Linked DNA regions of Mus musculus: regions 1 and 3 are each linked to region 2. A link is a contact called in public Hi-C data. All regions are on one chromosome and are shown on one strand. Each heading gives the region's core, a stretch centred on a gene start, on an enhancer-like site or on the middle of the called end of the contact. The rest is flanking DNA. Distances are from core to core; before and after follow the strand shown. Region 1 has its middle 29 kb from the start of Gm36824. Region 2 has its middle 370 kb from the start of Gm36824. Region 3 overlaps Gm36824 (a long non-coding RNA gene).

Evidence for each region. Hi-C and Micro-C count contacts between places; a contact is called where the count stands out from the background.
Region 1: a Hi-C map of the N1E-115 cell line shows a contact between it and region 2, with 5 times the contacts expected there. The contact joins two enhancer-like sites. A contact is called at or near these places in 2 of 484 Hi-C or Micro-C datasets (the N1E-115 cell line and trophoblast stem cells).
Region 3: a Hi-C map of the N1E-115 cell line shows a contact between it and region 2, with 2.6 times the contacts expected there. The contact joins two enhancer-like sites. A contact is called at or near these places in 2 of 484 Hi-C or Micro-C datasets (the N1E-115 cell line and brain).

The regions. Positions count from the first base shown.
Region 1 is chr16:6,133,893-6,136,729 of GRCm38.p6, forward strand. It overlaps a transcript of Rbfox1 not described here. Among named protein-coding and RNA genes, the nearest start is that of Gm36824, 29 kb to the left of the region's middle. Within about 2 kb of position 1,424, at least 2 of the 459 cell types and tissues checked have an H3K27ac peak or open chromatin away from gene starts, as enhancers often do. A contact at or near this core is called in the N1E-115 cell line, where this site is marked.
Region 2 is chr16:6,478,564-6,481,263 of GRCm38.p6, forward strand. It overlaps a transcript of Rbfox1 not described here. Among named protein-coding and RNA genes, the nearest start is that of Gm36824, 370 kb to the left of the region's middle. Within about 2 kb of position 1,333, at least 32 of the 459 cell types and tissues checked have an H3K27ac peak or open chromatin away from gene starts, as enhancers often do. A contact at or near this core is called in the N1E-115 cell line, where this site is marked.
Region 3 is chr16:6,094,945-6,097,886 of GRCm38.p6, forward strand. The region is part of intron 2 of Gm36824 (a long non-coding RNA gene); the gene reads right to left. It also overlaps a transcript of Rbfox1 not described here. Among named protein-coding and RNA genes, the nearest start is that of Gm36824, 10 kb to the right of the region's middle. Within about 2 kb of position 1,262, at least 21 of the 459 cell types and tissues checked have an H3K27ac peak or open chromatin away from gene starts, as enhancers often do. A contact at or near this core is called in the N1E-115 cell line, where this site is marked.

The DNA of each region.
Region 1 (2,837 bases), core at 174-2,673, 340 kb before region 2:
TCTCAGGGTACAGCACTCTCCATAATCACCTTGCAATCCTTGCAATCACGTGCTCCTAAATGTGGGTTCCTCAAACCCACGTAGATCACTGGGCTGTGTACCTGTAAACCCAGAGTTGGAAAGGCAGGGGCAGGCTCACTATTTAGCCAACCGAGCCTATTTGGTGAGTTCTAGGCCACTGAGAGACCATCACTCACAAAATAGCATGGAAAGCACAGAGGGATGCTGGTGTTGACTTTGACTTATGCACACATACATGCATAGCTGCACACACTTACACATGTACACATACATACACCACTAAAGAAAGGGAAGGATGGCTCATTTGGGAAGTGCTTGGCATGTAAGCATGAAGACCTGGATTTGATCCCTAGAATCCACTAGTGTGCTTATTATCTCAACACTGGGTAGGCAGAGACAGGAGTGTCCATGGCACTCACAGGCCTACCAGTCTAGCCTAATCGCTGAGTTAGTTCTAGGCCAATAGGAGATACTGTCCCAGGAAATAAGATGAATGTCTCCTGAGAAAGAGACCTGAGGTTGATTTCTGGCCTCCATGACAATGTGTGCGCACACACACACGCGCGCACACACACACACACACACGCACACACACACACACACACATATGGGATGGGAGGAGAGAGAGAGAGAGAGAGAGAGAGAGAGAGAGAGAGAGAGAGAGAGAGAGAGAGAGAGAGAGAGAGAGAGAGAGAGAGAGAGAAAAGATTGCTGACCTGCTCTAAAATCCATACTGTGAAGTATGGTATTCTATCGAGAGGCTAGGTTAAATGTTCTATTTTCTGTGTCACCTCAGTACCTTGGAGAAGTCTGCAGCGAATGGAGACATAAATGATCAGGAGTCCATTTTCATCCTGATTTTCTTCTAGTTGAGCTTTAGATAGAGCACATATGTTACTGGTGTCAAAAATGTGACGAACCACTGACAATATCTTCTAGAAGTCGGATGGGTCAAACAAAAAGGAGGATAAATTCAGTGTCTCTCCTTCTTCACTCAGAGCGGCAGTGACAGACCCTCCTGGCACCATCTAAGTCCCTTTCTCTCTTGTCTTTCTTTCTTATCTCCAGCCATCTAATTAGAAGTTGCAAATGCCTGATGAGCCCCATGGTTTGACAGTGAGTAGCAAAGATGTGGCCAAATTATCTGCAATAGTGTTTTTAATTTATTTTTGAAATTTGCAGCTGTCTAGTACAAACCTCGCTCTGTTCCTGGAGTCCTTGCTTGGAGGGAAAGAGAAAGTGAAGGTTTTCCAAGCTCATGGCTGCAAGGCAGAAAGCCCATCCTTGCGATCACAGCAGGGTGTGTGTGTCTGGACTGGGTTGAAGAGGAGAGAGCTCCTCCTGCCTGGCTTGTTTTACATGCTGTTCTGTAAAGAGCAGTGGCTTAAAATCAGACTTGCACACCATCGAGGCTGCCGGCGTGCAAATGGTGGGTTGGCGATCACGTGGTCTCATTATTCCTATTATCTACTTAGCAGCTAGAAAAAGTAATTCTGCTGGTGGTTTTTTATCTCTTTTCGTTCTTTAGCTTGGCACTGACATTAATCAGTTTGCTAACTCTCTCTGCCTACACCATTGGGACCTCTCAGGGCCTTGTTCAGAAATCAATTCTCCATCAGTTCACACCTGTACCTAAAACAAATACGAGATCAGCCTGTTGGTACACTGCCAATATTTGTAAGAGTCACAGTGGTAATGAGACCCTAACGCACATTATCTGCATCAGCGTAGCAATGCCACCACTTCTGGCATTTGGCTCACACAACAGCAGGTGGGTGTGTGACAGAGTTGGGACTTGATTCCATTTACTGAGTGACACTCTGCCACCTATGTGACAGGAAAAAGAGTGACAGCTCTCTGTAGCTTCTTCTATGGTGGCAGTGGTGTGCTGTTGCTGTATTACCTATGGACATGGGTGGTTGCCCATGTTTGTACAGGTACATATGTAGATGTGCATTCATTGATGTAGAGGCCAGAGGTCAACCTCAGATGTGCTTCTCAGGAGCCATCCATATTTGTCTTTGTCAGTTTCTTTTTGAAACAGAGTTTCTTGTGAAATCTGGGACTCAGTGGTTTGGCTAAATTGTCTAGCTAACCAGCCCCAGGGATCTTTCAGCCCTGCATCCCCAGCACCCAAATACAAGCACACATCACCTGCCTTGCTTTGTGCACGAGTTCCAGGGATTGAACTAAAGTCCTCATGTTCATGTGGAAAGCATTTTACCTACCTAGTTATTTTTCTAGGTCAGTGGGTTTGCTTTTGTGTTTGAACAAGTGAGTTGTAGTCTTAAGAGCTAATGCTGTCCCTTTCCTCTTTCCCACTACCACATTAAGAGAGCAGTCATGAGGCACAATGGTCCTGACCTTGGAGACTCTGCTAGAAGAGGAGATGCCTTCCCTGGCTCAGTCATCAGTATTCAGTTGCATGGCACTTGCACTGGGTCATTGTGGAGGTGTTTTGACACTGTTTGGATTTTATACAGAGGCACAGAGAGCATACCATTCCTTCATTAAAGGCTTATTAACTGCACTTTGTGAAATGGGGTGAAAACAAATATGCTCCCAAATGGCTTGTGTGTTTATTACCTTCCCGCCGGATACATAAACTCAGGGCCTAGGGGGATGTTGCAGAATCAAGGACTTACAAAGAAGTATGCAGTCATGTAGCCTGTGTCTGAGAGAAGCAAGGGAACCTCGAGGAACCTCTAATTTGCATGGCATTTCTTTCTTAGTCCTTGGAGAAGAGAGCCAAGGAAGGAGGAGATTGAAATAAGGCAGTCAGGAGGGTGAGTAGTAAGGTTGCTCATTTGGAATGT
Region 2 (2,700 bases), core at 83-2,582:
GGGGTGAAGTCACCCCCTTACTGATTTAGTTCCTTCTCTGGATAATATCACCTTGAATGTGCTCACCCCAGGCACATACCACCAAGGACTTCTTCCTGCACTCTATGCTTTAGTGTGTATATGATCCTGTGTATGTGCACACACGCATGTTTGTGTGTGTATTTGTGAGTAGGTGTATATGCCTGTGTGCATGTACACATGAATGTGTGCATGTGTTAAACATGTGTGTGCGTGTAAATATGTCCATGTATGCATGTATATGTGTGTATGTTTGATGCATGCATGTGTGCATGTGTGTGTATCCATGTGTATATCTTTGTGTATTGTGTGTGTGTGTATATCTGTGTGTGTGTGTGTGTAAGTATGTATATGGGGAAATGTGTGACTTGTATATATGGAGATACAACTTGTTAGAGTCATTTCTATCCATTTACAGTGTGAGCCCTACTTCAATTCATGAGGCTTAGCAGCAAGAGTCTTTCTCTGTTGAGTCATTTCTTGTCCCTTTGTTATTTTGACAATGTCCTTCGTTGGTCTCACCCACTAGGTAGACAGGCTAGCCAGTGTGTCCCCCTGACCAATTGTCTCTGCTTTACTTCCTCAGCCTTGTGATTACAAGTGTGCAGGAACCACTGTGTCCAACATTTAAGTAGGACCTGAGGGATTGAACTCAAGGAGAGGCGAGCACTCTATGGCTGGGCTATCATCCAGATGCCTCCTCCCCATTGTTTTGTCTGAGTCATGCAATTATCTCCATTCAGTGGGGGGAGACTGGAGATCATTCCAGTGGCTAAAAATCTAAAGTGAAAAACAGAACACCTTAGCTTCCACACTAAGAGTGCTGTGTGCCTGGAGTGCTCTTTGGAGCCTGCAACCTTGGTGAGGGTGTGGCTACATTCATTCCAGTGCCTGGCAGAGAAGAAAGGAGATATCTCAGAGCTGGCTTCCCCAGGCCCTGTTATGTTTTTTGCACATGGACTCCTGGAGAGAATTGGCAACTAACAGCCCTTCAAGAAGTATTCTTAAAAGCTGTGCTGAAATCATTCACCTCCTGTAGAAACAAGTGTGATTTACATCTAATATGGGTAATTACTTTTACAGTTAATTAAAAGCACTCTCATTAAGTCCCTGCTGTGGCACCAATGCATAGCTCTTATTTGCTAAAGGACCCTGGGTTTGAGCTCACCTTCATCACGGGGCTCCTGCCTGGAACAGCTGGCTCCCAGGGATCAGACCCATTGTGTTAAGCATCAGCCACCACCTTAGCTAAGGCCCTCTCTCTCTACCCCACCCCCACCCCGGCTCACACTTGTGTACACAGCTGAAATTGACAGCACTGAAGCCCTGTGACCAAAACCTTGGGTTAAAGCCAAATGGTTCCTGTGAGATCTGCATGCAGTCCTGGTGGAGAGAAGGCAGAGGCAGCATTTTGCTTGCTTTGTCTTCAGAATAGCTTTGTTTGTGAGAAGCCTTTGTGGCCCTAGGCTTTCTCCGCTTTTCTTTTTCTTCCAAAGGAAGTATCCTTTCTCAAAAATATGTTCTTTAAATCCTTCTAACATCCCTATGCCTACTTATAAGGCCAGTGTGTGGGCAGTTGAATCCATTTCTGTTGACTTTTACAAAGTTGATATGCTAAATCCCCAGCCACATGACACAAATCATAGACTCTCAGTGATCTTCCCTTTTAGACCTAAATCCTAGTGCTCCCCCTTTCACAATACCTATTGCTTGAAGGGGGCACCCTTAATATGCTAAACTTTTGTAAGTACATATTAATACACTGTGTCTTTAAGCCATCTCATTTTTGGAAAGAACATCATGTTTAGCAATTAAAACATGTAGTTATCGGAGAGTACAATTTTGAGGGTACAGAAAGATTGTTATTTCGGGAAGTTACAGATTTCAGAGATCTATCTGGTCCTTTCTGGTGTTTGCTGGTTTTGATAGTTTTTACAAAGCTCCCTTCTGCCATCTGCTGGCCAGATGTGATATTGTATGTGCTAAGCAAATTTGTGAAGGGAAGCTTTGTTGGGAGGCTCATTGAATACACGTTATGTTCTTCATGCCTTCAAATAAGTGGCCTAATTTGAGTCCTAACATTTCAGAAAAGTGGATTCAGACGCTAAAGCATCTAGCTGAAAGGGGCGATTTCGTAGTTGTACCAGCTCTTCTGGATCCGGTCTCTGAAAGCATCTAGCTGAAAGGCATATTTTCAGAGTTGTGCCAGCTTTCCTCCTTGAACAAGTGGTTTGTCAGCACCTCTCTTCTATATGGTGATGTCTTCTTCCAAGACACGCAGGACATGCCCTAAAATACCAAGAATATCAAGCCTCAGGGTTATTGTGTTTACTTAGCCTACAAATGAGACACAGTAAGAGGTGGCTAATAGTAATAGGATAGTTACAACATGCAATTTTTTCTACCAATCTGTATTTGCTACTGTTAGGAGTGAACTGAGATACCACAGTAACAAGGTGAGGAGGTAACAAGAGGGGACTGATAGATGTCCCATCAAGGCATCTCCTGTTTGCAGGTGTTTCATACCTCTGTTGAGCCCGGAAGCTAAAATGTCAGCATTAGTCTACACAGGAGGAACTCACAGTCTTCATTCCATTTGTTTGGTTTTTGAGACAGAGTCTCTAGTACCAAACTGAGGCTGGCTTTGAAGTCACTGTAACTGAGGGTGACCTTGAACTTCTG
Region 3 (2,942 bases), core at 12-2,511, 380 kb before region 2:
AGGTATAGTGAGGGAGGTGATAACTCCTTCTTCATGGGACACATACTTTCGATAGTTATGCCATGGCTCTATACATTTCTGTCTCTTGATTTGTTGTCAGTTTCTCCTGTGCAAGATGAAGACTTTTCTCCTGAGACAAGGAAAAGAGGAAGAACAGGCAAGGAAACTGAGCTTTCTATCATTTGAGCTTCCTGCTCTCCTCTTTCCCCCAAGCCAAGGACTCTCTTCCATGGCCAGGCCTCCATTTGGCTGCACTTGGAGCTCTCACTTCATCCGATCTTGGAGCTAGGAAGACCAGTATTACTGTGGTTGGCAGTTATTTGGTAATGTGCTGGGTTCAAAAAGTTCTTGGCTGACAGAAAGAAGGGTAATTCCCTCAGGAGTCAGGAAACTGGAAACTGTAGGGACATGAAATGTTAAAACTGTATAGATAGCTCAGAAACACAAGTCAGGATTCCTATTAGTGTAAATATGTGTACAAGAGAGCAAGTGGCCCAGGCTGTCTAGTACCTCTTCTATTTTTGTCTCTCTCAGCTAGGCTTAGCAATGCTATAACAAAATGCCTGAAATTAAATAGCTTATGGGGAGAAAAGGTTTACTTCAGTTACTGCTTTCAGAGGTTTCATCTTAACACTCCTTAGCCTTAGTGCTGTGACTTCAAGCAAGGCTGACTATCATGGTAGCAATGGCTGTTCACCTCATAGAAGAGTGGAAGAAGAAGTGGGATCACTGGCCATGATTAAGTATCTGTCATAGGTACAGAGCCATCAGAGGCCCACTTCAGAGGCCCCTAGCTCCTGAACTTTTCTCCATCTCACAAAATAGTGCCATTAAGTAGGGCCAGGCCCTTATCACCTGGGCCTGTCAGAGAAATTTCATATTCCAACATTAGCAGATGCTTTTCCCAGAGCCCTGTCCTGTATTAGTCTCTCTCAAGTGCAGGCAGATTGCCATTTAAATGGCAAGTGATACAGCCATTCCAACGGTTGGACATGATCTTTGGCATCATGTCAATCTTGGAAAGTTCAAGAAAATGACCTCCATTCCTCTGCCCCCTCAGAGCTCTCCAGACTTGTACTAGTCTTCTGGTCCTAACATGTGAGAAAAAACCTGAGTCTGTTACTTTTCATTGCTGTGACAGAATATCTCACAAAAGCAGCAGAAGAAAGGAGGGCCTTATCTGGACTCACAGCTGTAGGGTGGGGTGATGGGGAAGGCATGGCTGCAGGGATGTGAGCAGCTGAAGGGTGCAGTGGTAGAGAAAGCCTAGTGGCAGAGGTGTAGCAGCCAGCTGGTCACATGGCAGATAGTAAGGAGGTGAGCACTGTTCAGAGTGCTTCCTTTTACACAGTGCAGGCCCCTGGCCTGAGGGATAGCGCCATCTACATTTTGAGTGGATCTTCACAAATCAATGAACTTAAATTAGAAACTCCCAGACAAATGTCCAGACATTTGTCTCATAGCTGATTCTAGATCCTGTCAAGTTGATAATCAATATTCATTATCACTCCACCCCAAACAATGAGCCAAAGGCAGGTCTGGAATCAGGCAGTCTCTCTCGTGTACCACGATGCTGACAGCTGGTTTCCTGGATGGTGAGAATCCCAGTCTTTCATTATCTGAGACCACCTGTAAAGTGGTGGGAGAACTAGATGGCCTGCTTTGTTGCCAGAAACATTAGGGAAAGACAATGAGCTCAGAATGTCTCCTCTAAAACTTCAGGCCCTTCATCATCAACATCAGTGACCCAAATAATGGTAAGATGCAGTGTCACTCCCATGAACACTTGGTCAGTCCAGCGTGGTGCCAAGGATCATGCATGAACAACCTCCTTTGTTTATCAGCAAACCTAGCTGTAGTACTGTCAGTTTTACTTCTGTGTGTGACAGGTAAGCACACAGGTCACAGAGGATCAGCATACACTTTTTTTAAAGTCAGGCAGCAGAGATTTGGAGAAGTCAAAATTCAAACCCAGAGTCCACTAAGCAATGGTTATATATTTCACTGGAATAGAATATGTACCTATGTTCATGTGTGTGCCTGTGTGTGTGTGTCTGTGTGGAGAGAGAGAGAGAGAGAGAGAGAGAGAGAGAGAGAGAGAGAGAGAGAGAGAGAGAGAGAGAGAGAGAGAGAGAGAGAGAGAGAGAAAGGGGACAGGGGACAGGGGAAGCAAAGGCAAACGTTCCAGAATCCTGGAAGTCTACAGTGAGTGGCGTTCTAGTAGCAAAGATACTTGGAGGGTTTTATTTCCTTTTAGTTACCTCTGGGGGACATTTTTATTTTAATTGAAGAGAGATGGAGTAGGACAGACAGAGAAATGAGGGGAGCAAGGAAGGATGGAAACATAACCACAGAGATAAGAGAAATGCCTTCCTCAACTCTGACAGTTCTGGCTCTGCTCACACACTTGTCCTGAGAGTAACTGTCCACCAAGATGGCAGAGCTGCCCAGCACTGGTTAATGGCTCAGGGTTGATCCTCTATTGAGGGACACCCGTCCCTTTGTGCTGTGACATTGATGTTACTGTCAGTTGACAGCGAGCTTTATCGTGAATTCCTTCAAGTACAAAAGGCCACTGTTCGGAAACTGTCATTAAAAGCAGCCTCTCTCTTTTTAAAAGCAATCTCTCCTTTATTCTCCCTATAATAGGAGCCAGTGTACCAGAAGAGGCTGACCTTAAGTTGAGCCTGTTTAGTTAAAAAAAATGGAAATAGAATAGGTTATGTTTTTTAATGTATTTAAGATCAGAGGTGCAGAATTAGACTGGAGCATGGATAGGGAGGGGGAGCAGGATGGTGGAAAGCAGAGGTGGCCCTGGGTTTTCTTTGCTTTGGGATAATGGGCATTTCTAGTTAAATCAACACAGTCTATTTCACAGCTTGTCTCCGTGATGTATATACTCTTTGCACAGGGTTGCTGGCTGCCTGAAGATCTCTCTTAGC